Regions from separate parts of the Ovis aries genome. Here region 1 is linked to region 2. Evidence: chromatin contacts called from public Hi-C data. All regions are on one chromosome and are shown on one strand. Each heading gives the region's core, a stretch centred on a gene start, on an enhancer-like site or on the middle of the called end of the contact. The rest is flanking DNA. Distances are from core to core; before and after follow the strand shown.

Region 1 (4,269 bases), core at 355-2,854, 77 kb before region 2:
TACCAGCAGCAATATATTACCCCTAATACTTGATCAATGAGGTAGATATGCAGGAAAAGTCATCAAAACATAGCAGCCCCAGGTTCTTTGAGACTGAAGCCCTTCAGACATAAACTTAACGAGTTCCAGGCAAAGAGGAACTGAACTGTACAAGAAACAGTTACTCAAATATATTTTGTCACAACTTAAAAAAATAAAAAATAAAAAGGCAGAAGGATATGTTTCCTCCTGCACATCTCTGTACAACTTTATTCTAAATTTATTACACTCAAGTTAAATAGTCTGTTTAGTGTTTTGTTGCAGGGAACCGGGGAGAAGGGGTGTCTTAAAAAGTAGAAAAACCTGCATTACAGCAGTGAGTCATTTGTACTACAATTCCTCCCTTGTGAATCAGTGCTATCACTGGGCACAGTACCTTGCTGGTTCACAAAGTTTTCGGTGCCTGGGGGGTCTTCACACAGCAGTTCACTGTCTTTCTCCTCCCCCAGGTGATATCCACTCTGTTCCCCCGTGTAGTCAGTCCTGTCATTGCTGGTGCTGGAGCAGCCATTCCCATAGGCCTTCAATGAAGACCTGCGCAGGCAGAGAAGCTCCTGGAAGGCAATCCTGAAATCTGGGCTCCGGCAGTAGATAAGGGGATTGAAAGCGGAGTTGATGTAGCCCAACCAGTTTAGAAGGATGTAAATTTCCTTAGGGATGAGGTTATCCTGGATCACGTGCACAATGTTGACAATGAAGAAGGGCAGCCAGCATAGGGTGAAAGTGCCCATGATAATGCCTAAAGTCTTGAGGGCTTTGTGTTCCTTCAAGTAGAACTTGGATGTCCTGCGTTGTCCTAGACCGCTCCGCCCATCCTGCTCCACTTGACTGACGTTTTGGGCATGGAAGCGGCCCTCAGATTTGTCGATCTTCTGGAGCTGCCTTTTGGCTACCTGGAACACCCTGGAGTAGACAAAGACCATGACCACCAGGGGAAGGTAGAAGGACACAATGGAGGAGGCAATGGCATAGGGTTGGTTCGTGAAGAAGTCACAGCAGGTTTCCTTAGCATAGCACTTGATAGCTTCCTTGTGGCTGGCCCGGTACCAGTGCATCTGAATGGGTAAGAAAGAGGTAAGGCCAGACACGATCCACACCATCAAAATGACCACCCGGGCCTTATTCTTGGTCAGCAGGCACTGATACTTGAAGGGTGACGTGATGGCAAAGTAGCGATCCACAGCGATCACGCACAGGGTCTCAATGCTGGCCGTGACGCACAACACGTCAATGGAAGTCCAAAACTCACACCAGAAGTTGCCAAAAGTCCACATTTTCATGAGGATGTGGCAGGCCCCAAAGGGCACCACTGCCAGGCCCATGACCAGGTCAGCACAGGCCAGGGAGGTGATGAAGTAGTTGGTGACCGTCTGCAGACGCTCAAACTTGGCAATGGCTGTGATGACTAGCACGTTTCCAAACACGATGGCCAGGACAATAAGCGACATGAGGATGCCCATGCCCACCACCCAGGCCTCGTCCCGTTCCAGCGTGCCGTCTTGGTCCGGCGCGTGGCTTGCGTTGGGCGCCAGCAAAAAGACGCTGCGGTTCCCGGGCTGCCCCATGGCGCGCAGGCTGGCAGGTGAGCGCACAGGCTGCCGGCGCACCAGCCGCCCTCAGCGAGCGGACCTCCGGCGGGGCGCTGCGGGCAGCAAGCGAGCACCTGGAAGACTCATTCAGCGGCCGTGGGTGGGTGCGGGTGTGGTAGGGGTGCGTGGTGCACTCAGCTCCGGGGGTACTCTGGACTCGCAGTGCCGGGCAGTTTCAGCCAGTTCCAGCTTGCGCTCTGGAGAAGCCGTCTCTGAGTGCGCGCTGTCCGTTATGTGACCAGGACTTTAGGGGAACTGCCCTCCCCGTGACGTGCTAGAACTTTCAACCAATAGAACGCGGGAAGCCCCAAAGGGGCGAGGCCCACGCCCTCTCCCGCCCCTTCCCTCCCCTCTCCTGCCTGCTCCTGGGGCTGGCCCGGGCGGGACCCAGCTGCTCTAGCAGGGCGGGTCGGCCACCATTCCCTCGGGGCTCCCTCGGCTGGCCCCGGAGGCTGAAGCCGGCTCTAGCGAGCTTACCAGCCAGCTAGAAGGTGCCGGTTCTTTGGTGGGCGCTACCTGTCTGCCTGGGGCGGCTGTGCGGCTTGAGGTCTCAGGGCAGATGGCAATACTCCGGCACTTCCTCGCATTAGATGAGCGTGCCCACCGAGACACGCACAGGCAGGCACATTGTACCCCGACATACATGCTCAGACTTATACGGAACCACAGCCACAGACACTCAGACACACCCATCCAGCGCACCAACGAGTGCTCAGGCACAGAAGCCGACTGGCACAATCACCCCTGTCCAGCACGATCGACATGGCCAGGAGCAAACCAGGAGCACCCAGAAGCATAAAGACACCGACATACAGACAAAAAGAAGTAAACAAACGGCATACAAACGCCCACTTGGAGGCAAGCAGTGTGCCACAGAGAAGGACTTCCCCATCCGGATATTCCAAACTCTTTACCCTTGCCCCCTGGACATCCCCCCCATCTTCCCCAATACACAGGTCTCATGGCATATTCCCTTTCAGACATTTGGCAAGACCACAGGTGGTGACTTTAACAGCAGCCAACTTCCTCAGCATGCTTGCTGTCCAGTACTTTTGGTGCCCTCCTTGGAAATTTGCAGGGATTGAGACCTAATTTTACTCTTGGGATTTCATTTGGAGCTGGGGTATACGTGTATGTGCTTGGGGATAGGAAGAGAAGGTTGTATGCTTTAATTCTTAATTCTAGGGAGTGTGGCATTGTTCCTTCCTTATCTGTTAAAATGAGAATATGTTGAAAATGAAATAATTTTCAAGTTCAACTTCTTCAATAATCCCTTTGCAACGAGAAAAATCTTCTGTTGGGTAGTTTGTTGATCTGTTGGGCTGAGCCGTATGAAATTGCCACTTTTCTGTAGTATCTGACTTTAAATAGATGACAATTTCATATGGCTCAGATTATAAGAAGGTGTTAACATTAAGAAATGTTTTGAAACCACAGAAAGCAAAAGATAACTTCTCTTAAAAAAACTAGAGTCTTTGTCCATGAAATACTATCCATTGCATCTGGCATATGAATTTACTGTTTAAAAAATTAATTGTCAGGGTTTGATTTCACATGTATCATTTGTGTCTTTGAAAAATGGAAAGTATTTCATGCAGTGTAACTGAACATATTTTCTAGATTACATAATAACATAACAATGGCTAACATTTATGGAACGTTCTGCTATGTGCTTTTCATGCATTATTCCATTTAATCCTTCCCACAGTCCCATGGTGTGTGTTGTTAGGGTGGGGTAGGGTATAACTATTTTTAGCTTAATTCACAAAGGGGTCTCAAAGAAGAAAATAACTTGCCCATGGGCACAAGACCAGGCAGTGCCAAAAGCAGGAGCTGAACCCAGTCCTGTTTGACTCTAAAATCCATCTTTTAATCCTTTCAATGTACTGTGTCACCACAGTGCAGAAAGGAATAGAGGATGGGGAAGAAGGACCGCAACTGGAATTGGAATACCAGGTTTCAAATTCTCATCTTAGAACTTTCTAGCTTATATTCCTTAGGCAAATAAAAAATGTGGAGTCTAATTTCCTCCGTATCTAAATGAGGAATAAAGTCACTTCCATTGTGCTGAATGAGAATCAGATGATATAATGACAAAGGTAATTATGATTTGCACTTAATAAATGCCACACAAATGAAGGTTATACATAAATTTATATAAATTACTTAGTAGTTTAGAAGATATTGTTAGTATTCTCTAATAGAACACTAAAATGCTTTAGGACAAAAGCAACATGGACATTTACACAAGAAGTATAACTCAGAAACAAAATTTAAACTACATGCTCTTTTTAACTTTCCTCACTAGCAGAAATTGTTTTTGCATGACAGATGCCTTAAAATAACAAATATTTCCCATAAAAGCCACACATATTAATTAAGAATCTATTATGTTCGCATAGTTTTCAAAATATACCCATCCCATATTTGTGTTTTCCAAAATTGGCTCTGGTATGATGCATTTTAGGAAGAGGCAGTGTGCATTATGCAATTATGCAATATTTCTTTAAATATATATCTACCCCAAATTGTGAAACTGAGCCATTTAAAGCCTCCTTCCTGTTTGTGAAGCTATGAAGTAAATAAGCATATTGTTTAACCGTCTTATAACAATAAAAGAACAAAGAAAGCCCTTATAGGG
Region 2 (3,984 bases), core at 389-2,888:
AAGTTTGTTGAAAGAAAGATAAGGAAATAATAGTTCTGATGGAATGAGGCTGTCACAGAAATGATAAGTTGCTATGGCTTTGACACCTGTTCAGGAAAGATTAAATTTTAAGATAAAGTATGAAGTCTTCCACAGCAGGACTCTGTCCATCTCTTTGGCCTCAGCTCCCACTAGTTTCTTTCTCCCTTTTCTACTGTACATCCTAATGGAACAGGAACTTTTTACTGTTCCTCAAATATATTGGGAGGTTTCCCCACCTTTCAGAAATGGTTTCACGATGGCTAAAGTTTTCTTCCTAGACAGCACAGGGTATTCACTCTAGTAAAAGCATCCGCTGGACACCCACTCCAGCCTCACTATCTTGTTCCTATGACTAATGCTTTTCAGCCTTCATTTGCAACTGCAGTGCAGCCCCCTCCAGGGTCTTGCTGGACCAGCCTATATAATAGAGGCCTTGCTTCCTATTTTCTTCATAGCATCCTACTTCTTTCCTTTCTAGTTCTTCATAAAAATTATTTTAAAAACTTATTTCCTCTCCTGGCTATTAAAAGTCTCTCCTACTGCGTTGTGAGTTCCTTGAGGACAGGGCCCTCACATCCTGTTCACTGCTGCACCCCTAACAGCCAGCAGAGTGCCAGGGGAACATAGTTTCTCAGTAGATATTTGATGAATGTGCGAATGTTCTTCTTGCCTTTGTACCTTGGTGAATTCCTTCTCATCATTCAAGGTCCATCTAACTCATGAACTACTCACCCGAGGACTTCTGCACGCTTCTCTACCAAGAGAGAATAGTTTCTCTCTTTTCTGGGTTCACAAAACATCATCTCCACATGATCATTATAGTATCAAACACAGTGTATTGTAACTGAGTTAAAGGTCTATTTACCCCCAAAATTGTGAGCTTCTTGAATACACAATACCTCTATCCTGGCCCCACCATCTAGTACTCATCCTCTGTTTCTAGCTGTGGCGCTACTAACACCAAGGGAAACCATCTCCTTCTAATGACTTTGTGTCTAGAACTGACTGGGGTGGAAAGTGAGGAGGGAGAACAAAGACAATGAGAAGACATTCTTGGTGTTTGTGGGATGTTCAAGCTAAGTATGCATGGCTTGTAGACATGCCCATAAAACCATCTTAATAAAAGATGCTATTTCTTTAGAGAATTGTTTTGTTTAAGGTAAATCCTCCCACTCAGAAATCTCCAACATGATGCTTCCATCTGCAGAAAAAACAAACACCAAGAAAACAAAACTTTACCATCTAGTGGTAGAAATCATGAACTACATTCCTCTCTCATTTATCCTTTCTCCCACTCAGCAGCTATTTACTGACCACTTATTATGTGCCAATAATTGCTGCAGACAAGTCTCTGTCCTTATTTAGTCGCTCATGTAGTCATGAGCGACTTTCTTTGGGTCGTGAGTCATGTTTTTTGGAGCTTTGGTGTCAACCTGTTTAGGTAAATAGGGAGGCCAGGTTCGTTGGTACAAAGGTCAAATGTTGGCACCTCAGGGCTCACACAAGTTGATTTTTTAAAATATAAACAAGTTGGAGAGGCTTACATACACAGAGACAGAGACTACATGTACTTCTTGCTTCTCTGGCAAACAGTGCTTTGCATTCTTGCATTTCAACAATTGGCTGGAACTGAGAAGCAGCTTGTCCTTCTGGCTGGGGTGACTCCATCAGCCCCACACTAGCTCTGTTGTTCACTTACTCAGTTGTATGTGATCTCTTTTTGGATATATCCAGATGCTTGATAGATTTGTATTCTCTTTTATTCTTACAGAAGTACATCTCCAAATCTCTACAGTATTTCCAAGAAGGCTCCTGTTTCCAGCAAAGGCAATTATAACTGAACAATTATCAAGGAGATAATATGCTTCTTGATGACCCCTAGATTAAGGACCATTTATTTTTCTGGGTTTCTGTCCTTAGAAAAACAATCTCTTTGCTCAGATCCTGCCCCCTATCCTGCCACCATACTTGGTTATTTCCCTTTCCTACCTTGCTTGGTTGGTGAGGGAGAGGATTCTTGTGGAGATGTTGAATTTTTCTCCCACATCTTTGTTCAACAGAGACTTAATGGACATTTCCTGAGGGCCAGGGCCTCTGCTTCAGGTGGGAGATGTAGCGGCGGATGCAACAAATGCGCTTATTGGAGTGGCTGTGGGGCCTTCATGAAAAGGTCCACGATGCCATGGGAATGTACAAAAGGAACTCTGGACCTAATGTAGGGGTGGAAATGGGATTGGAGAGTGTCCCTGGAGAAAGTAACATTGAACCTCAACCCTTAGGGTCAACGGGAATTAGACAAGGGAAAAGAAAACCTACATGGATGCCCAGATTCAAGAAAACTGTTGGATGTGGAGAAAGAAATTTAGTAGTGCCTGTGAGGTCTGTGGAGAAGCACAGACTTCATTCTATGGGTGATAGGGAGCAACAAGAACCCACAGTCAGGGGCTGGATGTAAATGTTTGCATCTGTGCTTTCAGAAGATCCCTCCACCCAGAAATCCATTTTAAGAGATTTGGCTAGAGCTAGGATTGCTGGTTCTCTTGGACCCCTCCTGTTCAGTTTTGTACAGGACAGTCTGGTGGTGAAGGACTCAGGGAGAACCACCTTTGGCACAGCACTAGTGGCTATCATCCCATGCCCGTGGTAGCTCTTGTTTTGCCTTTTAAATTCTTGTTTTTCAGTCTCCACTTTCCTGGGAGTTCTCTATTTTCTCCGTAGTTCCTTGCCACTTTCCATGTAATTCAGGCATATTCCTGGAGCTGCTGTGGGTTTGTGGTTGCCTGAAGAACCACAGCAACAAGGTCCTGAACTCCCCACTCACCCCAGGGAGCCTTTATATCAAAAAGTTAGCTTCAAAGCCTAGTTGGAAGTAGTCAATATGAAGCAAAAAGTCAACAAATATTTCCCTGGAGTCTTGGCACCGGAAGGTCTTTTTCTTTTTCCTTTTGCTCAATTCCCTGCCGGTTAGCAGCCTGAACTTCTGCCTACTCAGCAGATCCCCATGGCAGCTCCCAACTGGGCTGTAGCAGTGCCTGTGGAGGTGGAATGTGCTCCAACCCCCTACCTCATCCAGGAGCCCATCCCTTTTCTGATAGTGGGCTGGTCTTCTTTCAAAATGAACTGGTGTAGGCGCCCAACACACCCACATTCTGGTTTGAACTGCTGTAGCTGCTGGCTGTGTCATTTCAGGAAATTTATTCCACCACCTTGGGTTCAAGTTTCCTTGTCTGTAAAACAGGAATGGTAGTCCCTGTTCTGCCTACTACATATGGTCATTTTGAAGAGAAGAAAATGACTACAGATCATTCAATCACTTATAGAACTTTTATTGATTACTCAGCCATGTGCTGGCTAATGGGGGATGAAAGCTCTTGTTAAAATGCAACATGCTACACAAATACGACATTCTCAGAAGCAAGAGTTCACTACCGACTGGGTCAGATTGGGTGTGTTTGTTCTGCTTCCCTCATCTGTCTTGCTCCAGGTAGAAACAACCGCTAGCTACCCAAGTACAGCCCACCCATAAGCACTCATGGCAAAGGTTTAGCAAGAGACAATAAACAGAAGATATCAGCTAGCAATTGAAAGATCTTTGGTGACAAACCTGGTGTGTGTTTGGAAGCTTAATTAAGTCCTGTACCAGATGCTGTAAGAGGATGGTTGGCCTTATTTTGCCTATTGCTCCAGCACTGACAAACAGGGCCCAAACAATGGACAAAGGAGTTAGTTCCTTATTCTAAAAAGAGTTTTCAACAGCTGGGGCCAGCCAGGACAGCCCTCTCCCCACAGATCTTCAGGGCTTCCTAAAAGTCAAAGCTAGCCTTGCTACCATCCTCTGCCCTCCCCTCCAGGTGACATAGTAGAAGTCTAGAAGAGGAGGACAGAAAAGGAAGGTTCTTACATGGTCATCTTCGTTGGGAGTGAAGTGCTCATGAGAAGGTGTGTAAGGATTACGTCCCAGGG

What was found. Hi-C and Micro-C count contacts between places; a contact is called where the count stands out from the background.
Region 1: a Hi-C map of tail adipose tissue shows a contact between it and region 2, with 3 times the contacts expected there. The contact joins the promoter of ADRB2 here to the enhancer-like site in region 2. A contact is called at or near these places in 3 of 16 Hi-C or Micro-C datasets (hypothalamus, retroperitoneal adipose tissue and tail adipose tissue).

What each region holds. Positions count from the first base shown.
Region 1 is chr5:58,014,660-58,018,928 of ARS-UI_Ramb_v3.0, reverse strand. It overlaps ADRB2 (adrenoceptor beta 2), which reads right to left and starts at 1,604. Exons shown (of 1, transcript NM_001130154.1): 1 at 348-1,604. The coding sequence starts at 1,604. The coding sequence ends at 348.
Region 2 is chr5:57,937,890-57,941,873 of ARS-UI_Ramb_v3.0, reverse strand. No RefSeq gene overlaps it. Among named protein-coding and RNA genes, the nearest start is that of HTR4, 45 kb to the right of the region's middle. Within about 2 kb of position 1,638, at least 8 of the 54 cell types and tissues checked have an H3K27ac peak or open chromatin away from gene starts, as enhancers often do. A contact at or near this core is called in tail adipose tissue, where this site is marked.